Linked DNA regions of Mus musculus: all the other regions are linked to region 2. A link is a contact called in public Hi-C and HiChIP or PLAC-seq data. All regions are on one chromosome and are shown on one strand. The core of a region is the stretch at or near the end of the contact, and the rest is flanking DNA. Distances in the headings are between cores, read along the strand shown.

Region 1 (2,700 bases), core at 28-2,527, 270 kb after region 2:
TGAATCTCTTGATAAGCCGGACCTTTGCCTGTCTGGGCCTCAGATCCAGTCGCAGCAGGAGTCCTTGAATTAGAATAAAGTCACTCTGCATGCAGACAACAGGCTGTGCATCTCAGGAGTCCAGTAGGCTCCTCTCAAGTGCCCTTCCCCACCCCCCACCCCCACCCCCCAAGATGACCTCAAGGGGTTTCAAGGTCCTGTCTGTCCTGGGCTGACAAGTTACTGTGTATGTTTCCTCACCAACCACCCAGGAACAGTCCTGTGAAAAAGTGCTGGTGACGAGTCTACACTTAAGCCTACATTTGGTGGGAAACAGCCAGACATGATTGGCAGCGTCTTTCCTAGGTGTGGAAGGGAGGGCTCACATGTATTCCAGGTATTTGTTGTTAAGGGCCTGGCTCTATGGTCTTAGATCCAGTCTTCTATGGTTTTAAACATCTTTATTCAGCTCACAGATTCTCCTCATGGATGCATCGCACAGCACTGTGTCTTCCTTGATAAGAATAGCATGCTTAAAAGCACACATTTGCACTTTATTTTAACTGCCCTTCTTAATACAGTGATTTTTGGAGGAAGGATTTTTTTTTAATGCTACAGAGTTCTTTGGGGGAAAAAAACGTTAGAAATAGATACTTGAAATTTTTCACCCAATAAATGAGGCTTTACTGGTAATTACTATATGCCAAGCTTATAAAAATGAAACGACACAGACTCTCCTTGCAGAAGCCCATGCTCTGGGCTGGAAAAGTCACATGCTAACAAGTACTATAGCTGTATCATGAAGTGTTCCCTCCAAGGGAAGCTGCTATGGTATTCTTGGAAATACAAATGTTTTCTTCACTCGTTTTCCTTTTCTGAAGAGGCTGAGCTGCTGCAGGAAGATCTACACCCGCCCAGTTGTGTTCCATCAGGGATTCTCAATTCAGAGTGCCACAGATCCTCTGTGCCTGTAAAAATGCTTCCAAGCAGCAAGCAGCCCCTGAACTGGCTGCTGTTCCCAAGCGAGGTGGCGGCAGCTCTCAGCCTCCTGCGGTCCATGCTGCTGCTTCCCTGTGCTCCTCGTGTTAAGTGCTTAGCTGTCTACTTAGCTCATGAACAATCTGTTCCCTAGCCCTGAGGCCTCGGGCTCCAGCCCCTTCACCTACTCATATTGGGAACTTCATCTGAAATCAGCACCGCTGCCCGTTCTTAGCACTGCCAGTCCACTCAGGCCAGTCCTGACCCTGAGTCATCTGGCATGCACAGACCCATTTCCACTAAGGGTCACTGTGTCAGGAGTCACCCATGCAGCTGCAACGTGGTGTGGCGGGAGAGCTGGGAAATGCCTGTGCTGCTTTGGCGCTGTCCAGGTATTTCCGCATTTGTTTTCCTAGTGACTCCGGGCTGAGTTACAGGGCTCATCAGCATGTTTGGCAATACAGAGGCACAGCCTTGGCCTGGAGACGGCTTCAGCCATCTGTTCTTTTCAGTGATAGGGAGAATGAGGCTGGGTTTGCTAGAGCCTGAGAAACACAGCAATGGTTTCTGAGGAGTGTGATCAATCCCGGTGCACATTTGGCTTTGCGTTTGTCTACGGGGATACCTAAAGTCACTGGGTGGTGGCCAGAAACTTGTGGTCAGAAACAGAAGGCAGGTTGTTGGTTTCTGAGGACTCAGGGAAGAGAGTGGGAAGTTGGGATAAATGGCTACAGAATGTTTAGAGTAGAATGATACAAATATTCTAAAATTAGAGAAGTAATATTTGCCCAACTCTACAAATACCCAAATCCCCTGTATCATATACTTTAGCAGAGCTGGGGGTCAAACCCAGGACTTTGTGCAAGCTAGGCGAGTACTGTCTACCCCTTACCCTAAATTACAAAGTTTAGAGGGTCTTTTATTGGATAGAGAGTATATCTCAATAAAGACATTGCTTTAAAAAGAAATCCATAATTTATAGTGAAAATAAATCTGAAAAGTTAGTCCACGAATTCCCGCAGTGTGTTCCTCAGTGGACTTATGAAATTATGCCAAATTTGTATCCTCACTTGAGGGGTTAAGTCAGCTGGAAAGGCAGGTATGCCCTGGACACAGGGCCCCAACCTCTACTTTCTCTCTGGAAGACTGGATCTGTCTTTGAGGGGACACATAGCGTTCATGTGGAATTGCCCTCAGCTGTGGTATCTGACCTCAACTCCTTCTATGACCAAAATCAAAAACCCTCCAAACAATCTTCTAAACTCCACAGGTTATACTTTTTAGCCTCTAGAAGTGTTCCACATCTGGCCCCCAACCTTCCCTCCAAACCAGACCCTGAATGACCCTGATAAATGCAACCCAGTTGTCCAACACCCACCTCTCTCCTGCAGAACAAAACCAATTGCAAACAGATGGGAATTTCCACGTGGGCCAAATGGACATCAGGCAGGAGAACAGAGGGACCCTGTTGGGAGATGTTGCCTAGTAGGGAGGCAGGCAGGAGTTCACTTCCTGGGGGCCCACTGGCTGTAAAGTGCTCTGAGATATGAGTACCCCAGGGGAGGGGAAACTGTAGAGGCCAGCACAGCTAAGTGCTGTATTTGGCAACTCCAGGAGGAAAGGGCTGGTGGGAGGACAGGAAGACTCAGAGCTTCTAGAAAGCAGACACTTCCTACTTAAAAGATGTCTGAGGAGTTGAGTGGGGACTCATGGGGCCTTCTGTGAAGACCTGGACTGGATGGG
Region 2 (2,700 bases), core at 104-2,603:
AAAAATTGACATGGGTTTTAAAATATCCTAATGGATTTTAAACAGTTGTATTCCTTATTATTATTATTATTATTATTAATTCCCTTACTTTCTTTTCCTTTTTTTTAAAGATTTATTTGTTTTATGTATATGAGTACACTATAGTTCTCTTCACACACACCAGAAGAGGGCATCGGATCCCATTACAGTTGGTTGTGAGCCACCATGTGATGGCTGGGAATGGAACTCAGGACCTCTGGAAGAGCAGTCAGTGCTCTTAGTCGCTGAGCCATCTCTCCGGGCCTAATTCCCTTACTTTCTTTGGCTTAAAATAGTGGCAAGCTATTTTATTTTCCGTCTTCTTTGAGGAATTAAAGGGTCAGGATGGATTGAGTGTTGACTAGAGGGATTGCGCCCCAGTGGCACACAGACTGGAAGTACCACCTTGGCAGAGACAATTAGGAACTGAATAGATGCCAGTGCTAATAGGATAGAAGGGCCTTGATCACGAACAGAGTATTCTAGTGAGCAAACCAGCTGTGTGTGACGAAAGGTGGCTTCTCTCCAGGGCAAGGTGTTTGGGGAGAGACTTGTGCTTGCTCTTTTCTTTATCAGCAGAGGCTTTTAAGCTAGATTCCTTGCCTCTCTTCTTTTCCAGAGGACTAAGTTTCAGAGGGAAGACCACACCACCTTGGTGGGATGGACAGGGTGGAGAGTGTGTGCAAATGCTAGGCAGGACTCCCAGAAGCACTGCTTCACAGGCCGTGAGCAGGAACTTAGCACTATTTGTTTTTATCCTTTTAATAAAAACCAGCTTGATCAGCTCCCAGTTTTGTCTTTACAATCTTCATTCCACAGGGCTTGTGAATTCAGTTCTTTAAAAAAATTGCCCCATTTTTATGTTTTGTGTATCAGATCATTTCAAAAGTAGTGTGCTAGGAGAAATTGTTCCCTCTATTATAAAACAAACGCAAAGGAAATATGATTTTATTTTGCTAAGAAAACATTATGATCAGAGAAAGGAAAATTTGAAAATCTTACTCTGCTAAGTACCATTTTTCAAGGAGGAAATGAAGTCAGGAAAGAATAGCCCTGTTTGGAAGCAAGTCCTATAAATGGATCAGGAGTAGCTAACATCTGCCTCTGAGAAGGCTGCAAGGCTGCTGCTTGTCCTTGGCTAGGGCTCTGACATTTTCACAGGCACTATGAAAATGACTGGGGTAATATAGATGTTTTATTTTTATACATGATTAGATAGGGAGGACGGAAGCCAGCTGTTAAGTGTGTGTCTCGTGAGTCACTGCAGGAAATATGACAGAAGCCGTAGTAAATCATAGGTGGCAGGGCAGGGATGACTAGATGACCCTCTTGTGTCTCATGGTTAACTATTGCTTTTGGCTCTGATGGAATTGGGAAGTTAGCAGATCCCATCACACAGCCTGTGGTTTTATGAGTTACTTTGTTAAGCTGAACTAACAAGGCATTCCTTTGACTGTGTTAGTGACTCGCAGATGTACATTAGACCATGTGGTGGGAATTATGGGTAAAGTGGTGAAAAAGGCCATCCAAGCTGTGTTACAGAAGGGAAGTCCTGGTGTTAGGGAAGCAAACCGATCCTAACCTGAGGGCTCAGAGAAGTTGCCCTGGACGAAAACCATTCCATTGCCTTCTATAACCACCATTCCATTCTCTTTCCTAATTCCATTACGCTTTTTCAGAGATATAGTAACTGTCACTGTCCCTTCTTAGTTATATGTTACTCATCTCCTTCCATGTCTCTCTCCAGTTTGAGTGAAAACTTTAGGGAGCTAGAATTTTGGAATTGGAATTTAGAATTTTTGTTATCACAAATTTGACTTTTTTTTTCTGGAATGGGGAGTGTGGTTTTGTTTGTTTTGTTTTGAGACAGGGTCTTACTAAGTAGGTCTTGTTGGCCTTGAACTTGCTATGTAGCCTCAGGAAGGTTTTGAACTTCCAAATCTCTTAAGAGCCTCTGCCTCCTCTATGCTTTGATTATAAACATCTACATTTGTCTATTTTAATTTTTACTCTGTGTATATGGGTGTTTTGCTTGTATATCACAGATGTCTGGAAGTCATAGCATTGTTATTTTATTATTATGTTTTAGGTGATTTTTTTGTATTCTAATGAAAGAGAAAAAGGAAGGGTATGGATTTGGATTGGTGTGGAAGTAGGGAGGATATGGGAGGAGTGGGGGGAGGGGAACCATATTAGAATACATTGTATGAAAAAAGTCTGTTCTTAATATAAATAATAATAATAAATAATAAATAAATAATAATAATAAAAAAAACTGAGCACAAGTATATCAGGGTTCTGGGGTAGCTTCCTACATTTTTTGTAGGGTGGCTGTTGCAGTCATTTGCAAAGGAGAAGAGAAAGGGTGTGTTCCCCTGTGGTTGGTTTTGTTATGGAGGAAACATTTCATTTGGTCCTTTCTAGTTTCACTGACCATGACTGATTCTTTGACCATCTTTTAGCTGCATGAGAGGCTAGACAAGTATAGAATCCAATGTTTTCAAAGAAGTAAACTCTGTATGAAAAGGAGGGGTGGGAGTAGGGGCTCTTGTGGTTTGAATGAGAATGGCCCACATAGGTTCTTATACTTTCATGCTTGATCACCAACTGGGAAGGATTAGGACGTTGGAAGGCGTGTGTTACTGGGATGGGATTTGAGGTCTTAAAAGCCCATGACATTTT
Region 3 (2,700 bases), core at 48-2,547, 370 kb after region 2:
TCTCTTCCGCCCTATGGTGTGGAAGCTCATCCCATGTGGATCCCACACTGTGTCTTTCAGAGATTTAAATAAACACTTTCCTTCTCGAGCAGAAGCATTGCAGTTACCTCAGCTCGGATTCGTACACTTGCAGCCATTTTTATTAAATTACACAAAGGCGAGGAGACAGCAGCACAAGTCAGTCTGTGACCGTCTCACAGAGTTAAAGGTGTGTGTGACTGAGAACAGTTTGAGGAGACTCCCTTCTCCTCAGAAGCCTGAAGAAGGATGTCAGGACACAACGCTCATTGCTTATCCACAAAGCAACTGGACATCAGAAGGTCTCATTTCCTCTGTAGGTCTGATGTTCACCCAGTATATGTTCCTTATCTCCAATCAAAGGAGAGACCTTGGGACTGGGTGTGGTGGCACAGGCATTTAATCCCAGCCTGTGGGGAGGTGGAGGCAGGTAAAATGAAACTAAAACTGGGTGAGTTTGAGGCCAACCAGGCTACATAGGAAGAGACAGAGAGACAGAGAGGCAGAGAGAGACAGACACATAGAGAAGCAACAGAAGGACAGGGAGACAGACAGACCCCACATGTGGAGACTATTTCTGTTCCACTGGGCCTGGTGTCACAAGCCTGTAATCCCAGCACTTGCCAAATCCAGGCAGAGGATTAGCGCTCAGGATAATCCTAAATTACTAGCAAGTTGGAGCACAGCCTGGGCTACAGGAGACCCTGTTTCATAGGGGAAGCGGGGAGGGGGAAACTATAGCAACAACTAAAGCATTTGAGTTCCAATTAAATTATTGCTTTAAAAGAAAAAAAAAATGAAAATTTTTTTAGGCTAAAAAATTTGACCATGCACAAAACCTGGTTTCTATTTAAACAACGTGAGAAAGTACAGGTTGCCGAGGAAGCTTGAATCTCATTTGTGTTAGATCATTTGGTATATATAAATTTATTTTTTTTTAAATTCTGGGATTTTGTGAATTCCTCTAATTGACTTGACATTTTAACTGTTTAAATATATTTTGGTTGTTATTTCCTTTACTGCTATGATTCTGCGGCTAATACTATCAACACACTCAGGAGGACGGACTGGGCCAGAATCCCGAGTAATGCTTATCTTAAGGCTCCTCCCTCCATCACTTTCCCTGGAATGTCTGCTAAAAGTTTAGTTACATTGAAGGAAACTGAAACAGTGTCTGAGAGAGTGACTGGCTTTTATGAAATGGAATTTGTGGAATGCCCTTATTCTGGATGAGTTGCAGGCTTCCAGATTCCACAGAAACCCAAATAAAAACAGCTATATGCCAGTTAAAACAAGAGTTCACTCAGTCTCGGAGTGGCCTCTATTCCTCTGGGCGGCATGGCCCTAACCTGAAGACTGCCAAAACTCAAAACCACGAGACTACATATCTGACAATAGGAGAGGGAAACAACGGGGTTCATTCAGAGGGCCTTTAACATTCACACTGTGTGCTTTGAAAGTGCCCTCGGCACACAAGTTATTTGGGTAAACCAGCGGTCAGTTTGCTAGAGGAGAAATTATCATCCTTCGCATTTTTCAATCTCCAAAAGACCGTATTGTGCCTGTTGTATTGAAAACGAGAAACCATGAGTGATGAAGCTATTAGAGTGTGACAGAAATTGAGAGATGTATTTGTTCCTCACCAAAAGCCATAATCTATAGCCCTACATCTTACTAGTTCTAAAACCAGAAAATGAACATGTCGCCAGCAGGATTCATGCCTTTCCTTTCCTATGATGGCAGAATCACAGACTGGCACACAGAGGGTTGGAATTAATGGCTATTCAATGAGAGGATGACTCAGAGTAGTGCGCCAAAGAAAAGTTGACCCAAGACTCAAACCCTGTGTGGATTATACTGTCCAAGTAAATATATTTCAAAGGAGGTTTTAAGTAGGCAGATGTGATTTGCAATGCACAGTGTTACAAATCATCTCCTGTTATTTTCAAGACTAAGGAAGTTTAAATATCCGTGAATACATATGGCACAGAACAGGAGCACATCGTTTTAGACCCAGACGTGGCCACTGTTAATGTTTCCATTTCTTTTCTTCCAGGTTATTTAATTATTCATATTTCTATACAAATTAAAGTCATAATTGAATTTTCTGAATATGCAAAACTCTATGTAGAACATTATTCTAGTAATTAAAGGTAAACTAAAAACTATTTCCCTATAATCAGCTTATCAGCTCCCACCATGTTGGGCGTGTGATGCACCTTACAGTCCCAACACTCAGGAGCCTAAACAGGAGGCATTTGTGGTTCAGGTCACCCTCAGCTACAGCACAATGCTCTGTCTTACAACAAACACGCACACAACAAAAATAAAAATGTGAAAAACCAGAATTCTCAACAAAATTAAACAAAAACCAAAACCACAGTGCTGGGGAGATGGCTCAGAAATTAAAGCAGCTGCCTGTCTTACAGAGGACCGTGTTTGATTCCCAGCACACACATGGTGGTTCGAAACCATCCTTACCTCCAGTTCCAGGGTCTCCGTTACCCTTTTCTGACCTCCATGTGTATCAGGTAGACACATGGTGCACATACATGTAGGCAAAACACTCACATACACATAAAATGAACAACTCAAACAAAACACCCCCCTGCCCTGCCCAAACACTAGAACTAAGTAAGATTTGAGTCAGTTTGGTAGAATTAAAGTAGAGTTGGGGAGAGT
Region 4 (2,700 bases), core at 98-2,597, 500 kb after region 2:
ACTATAGGAAGATCGCCAGATGAAATGTAAGTCTTGGGTTAGAAGAATATAAATAGGGACAGAGAAACCAGTTGGAACAAAAATGGCAGGGCAATTTGGGGAATTATAATTTTGATTTGAACTGGGATATTGGCAATGAGAGTCAAGACACACAGATATATCCAAGAAGGAAGTCTTTAACATTGGTTGGATGTGAGGGACCTTGAGTGAAGAGGAGTGGTGGGACTTGACTTGCAGATTCATTTGAACAATGATAGTAGGTAGTGCTAAAAATAGATACAGAAGAACATGAGAGATGATAGAACGTGGGAGATGATAGAGGGAGATGAGGAGTTCTGTCTTCTACATACTGACCTTGAGAAGCTTGTAAGGCAATTTATAGATGGGGAGGCAGAGAGGAAGAAAGAGGGAGTGCAAGTCTGCAGAAACCTAGGCACAGATATAGATATGTAAAGAAGACTAACCATGAGTGGTCAGAGAGGCATTATGTACACACAGGGAATGAGTTTGGGGGAAAGACTTTAAAGAAAAGGGGACTGCTATAGTTTCTCCACCTTTAAATCATCTAGTTTCTATGTTCCCAAATATTTTAGATTGCTCATGATCAATAAAGTCTTATATTGGGGGAGTGGGTAAGAAAACCAGTGTGAACAGTACTGTGCCAATGACACAGTCTGAAGGTCATTACATTTGTTTGGGTTCTGATCTCTGATGATTTTTACCTAATGCTACAGAAAATGAGAAAAAAAAACAAAACCAAAAACCAAAAACCTCTTTATTTATTGTGCAAGTTCACAAATACTAGCCAGCAAAGCAAGTGACCTATAAATACTCTGAGAACATTAAGGTAAGTGCGTTTTTTAAAAGGTTATGTCTTTTGGCTACTGCCTAATGTGATGATCGGTGAGAGCAGAACTGAAGACTGGCAGGAGATAGTAATGAAAGGTGGTGTGCAGTCCTTTTGGCCTCACGAAGAGCAGTGGACTAAATCTGTTCCCAGAGGGAGGCTTGATGAGCGATGACCTCGATACTCTTTTAAACATTCTGACAGTGAAGTAATGGATGCTTCTTTTACTGTTTGACTAGCAGGTTCTTGTCTGAGCGATTAGATCTATTATGTTGAATCTACTTAAAGGGTTACCTAAGGGCACAGTGGCTGAAGCATCAAAGCAGCTATATTTGTCTCTGTTATAGGCAGTGGGGACTGCAAAAGGCATGCCGTAAGAGGAGTCGAGTGGGTGCTGTAACATCAAAGTCCCTTTTCCCCCAGTAGTGGGAAGAGAGCAAGCACAAGGTCTGGAGAAGATATACTTCCCCCAACAGCCCACTCTGCTGATGAAGAGCTGGTGATTCACACTTGGATGGCCTTCCACTCCTACCCTTTCCCTAACAACACAAAGCCTGACTCAATCCTGAACCTTGCTAACAAAACAGATTTGCTCTTTTTTCGTCTTAGCAGCTTTGGAGTCTAAAGACGGACTCTGTGGGAAGGCAGATCCTTAGTTACCTCCTCCCCAAGCTGTTGCAGGAATTTCAGATCTCTGCTTGCTAAAGCACGCTCATGGAGCTCAGAGTTTTGGGGGGTTGGGGTGCTGAATGTACAGCCTTGGACACCCCTCACTCAACTCTGGGATTTTCTCCCTCTAACAAGGAGTTTGGCATTAGGGGTCTTCTAGGGCCCCCTATCTGCATCTTCGCCACCTGATTCCAAAAGAGTCTGGTCTTTCCATGACAAGCTTGACTGGCTCTTGAGAGCTGTTCTGTACTTGAACACGATGTCATAATAGGTCAGTCTGCTGAGAAGAACCTTGCTTGCTGAAGAAACCCATCAGGGAAGAGTCTTCTAGGTTGGAAATGTACTTATTCCTCTGGGAGATGGAAGACAAAGGATGCTGCTGTAAGGAGCCAAGAAAGCGTTAAATTTTCCTAGCTCTGTCAGTGCTCGCCCAGTACCCTGGCTGGTTTAGTTTGTGTTTACCTCCATGAAAAGCTTCCAGGTTTAAAGAAAGGGTATCATGAAGAAGCAGATGTCACAAACTTAGCTCGGACACTAGGTTGTTGTGTGACCTTGGATCAATTGTTAAACTTTACATACCACATTGTCTTTGCCTGTTAACTAATGATGCCTCATGGGAAGACTAAATGAACCCACACATACACAGCGGCCTTGAGTGTGTTTTGGGAGGTCACCTTCTGCATCTTCAGTCCCTTTACGCACCTTTGCTTATCCCTATCTGATCTCACCTTTGGTGCTGAGGGAAGTCTTCTGTTGTTTCCTAGTGCTTAGGTCCCCCTGGTGCTCCATGTATATCACTTATATTCTGGTGATGGCTTTCTTATATTGTTCTAGTATTGCTGGTCACCAAGGGAATACTGCTTATCATTCTACAATCGCTGGCCAAGTCTTAGGTGCATATGAGTGAAAATAGAAAACAATAAATTGCAGAGAGTGAAAGAGGACATTATGTGTAGTAGTTAAACCCTCTGTGGATGCTTAAACCAGCTTGCCTGGGTTTGAATCTTAACGTCACCAGCACAGACCTTTGCAAGTTTAGGGAGTTGTTGGACCTCTCTGCTCCTTAGTTTGTTTATCTGTGTAATGGCTATGGTAAAAATAAAACTTCTTTCCCAGGACTTTTGTGATGATTAAATAAATTATTGTTTAAAGGTGGTTTTGGCTGATGCTGGAGAGAACCTATT

The links. Hi-C and Micro-C count contacts between places; a contact is called where the count stands out from the background. HiChIP or PLAC-seq counts read pairs in DNA pulled down with a chosen protein or histone mark.
Region 1: a contact with region 2 is called in an H3K27ac HiChIP or PLAC-seq map of SST interneurons, with 4 times the contacts expected there. The contact joins two enhancer-like sites. A contact is called at or near these places in 1 of 15 datasets of contacts at CTCF or cohesin (the NIH/3T3 cell line), 2 of 484 Hi-C or Micro-C datasets (cortical neurons and uterus) and 4 of 115 datasets of contacts at active chromatin or transcription factors (SST interneurons, embryonic stem cells, microglia and 1 more).
Region 3: a Hi-C map of the C2C12 cell line shows a contact between it and region 2, with 4 times the contacts expected there. The contact joins two enhancer-like sites. A contact is called at or near these places in 6 of 484 Hi-C or Micro-C datasets (the C2C12 cell line, adipose-derived mesenchymal stem cells, cortical neurons and 3 more), 19 of 115 datasets of contacts at active chromatin or transcription factors (the NIH/3T3 cell line, bone marrow-derived macrophages, cardiomyocytes and 12 more) and 1 of 9 other capture datasets (embryonic tail).
Region 4: a Hi-C map of bone marrow-derived macrophages shows a contact between it and region 2, with 17 read pairs. The contact joins two enhancer-like sites. A contact is called at or near these places in 1 of 15 datasets of contacts at CTCF or cohesin (the NIH/3T3 cell line), 2 of 484 Hi-C or Micro-C datasets (bone marrow-derived macrophages and nephron progenitors), 1 of 115 datasets of contacts at active chromatin or transcription factors (the NIH/3T3 cell line) and 1 of 9 other capture datasets (embryonic tail).

The regions. Positions count from the first base shown.
Region 1 is chr12:52,395,309-52,398,008 of GRCm38.p6, forward strand. No RefSeq gene overlaps it. Among named protein-coding and RNA genes, the nearest start is that of Gm40423, 35 kb to the left of the region's middle. Within about 2 kb of position 1,278, at least 97 of the 459 cell types and tissues checked have an H3K27ac peak or open chromatin away from gene starts, as enhancers often do. A contact at or near this core is called in SST interneurons, where this site is marked.
Region 2 is chr12:52,125,363-52,128,062 of GRCm38.p6, forward strand. The region is part of intron 3 of Nubpl (nucleotide binding protein-like); the gene reads left to right. Among named protein-coding and RNA genes, the nearest start is that of Nubpl, 29 kb to the left of the region's middle. Within about 2 kb of position 1,354, at least 29 of the 459 cell types and tissues checked have an H3K27ac peak or open chromatin away from gene starts, as enhancers often do. A contact at or near this core is called in the C2C12 cell line, SST interneurons, adipose-derived mesenchymal stem cells and 1 more, where this site is marked.
Region 3 is chr12:52,492,219-52,494,918 of GRCm38.p6, forward strand. No RefSeq gene overlaps it. Among named protein-coding and RNA genes, the nearest start is that of Gm35135, 13 kb to the left of the region's middle. Within about 2 kb of position 1,298, at least 78 of the 459 cell types and tissues checked have an H3K27ac peak or open chromatin away from gene starts, as enhancers often do. A contact at or near this core is called in the C2C12 cell line and adipose-derived mesenchymal stem cells, where this site is marked.
Region 4 is chr12:52,627,569-52,630,268 of GRCm38.p6, forward strand. The region is part of intron 3 of Gm35239 (a long non-coding RNA gene); the gene reads left to right. Among named protein-coding and RNA genes, the nearest start is that of Gm23296, 24 kb to the left of the region's middle. Within about 2 kb of position 1,348, at least 17 of the 459 cell types and tissues checked have an H3K27ac peak or open chromatin away from gene starts, as enhancers often do. A contact at or near this core is called in bone marrow-derived macrophages, where this site is marked.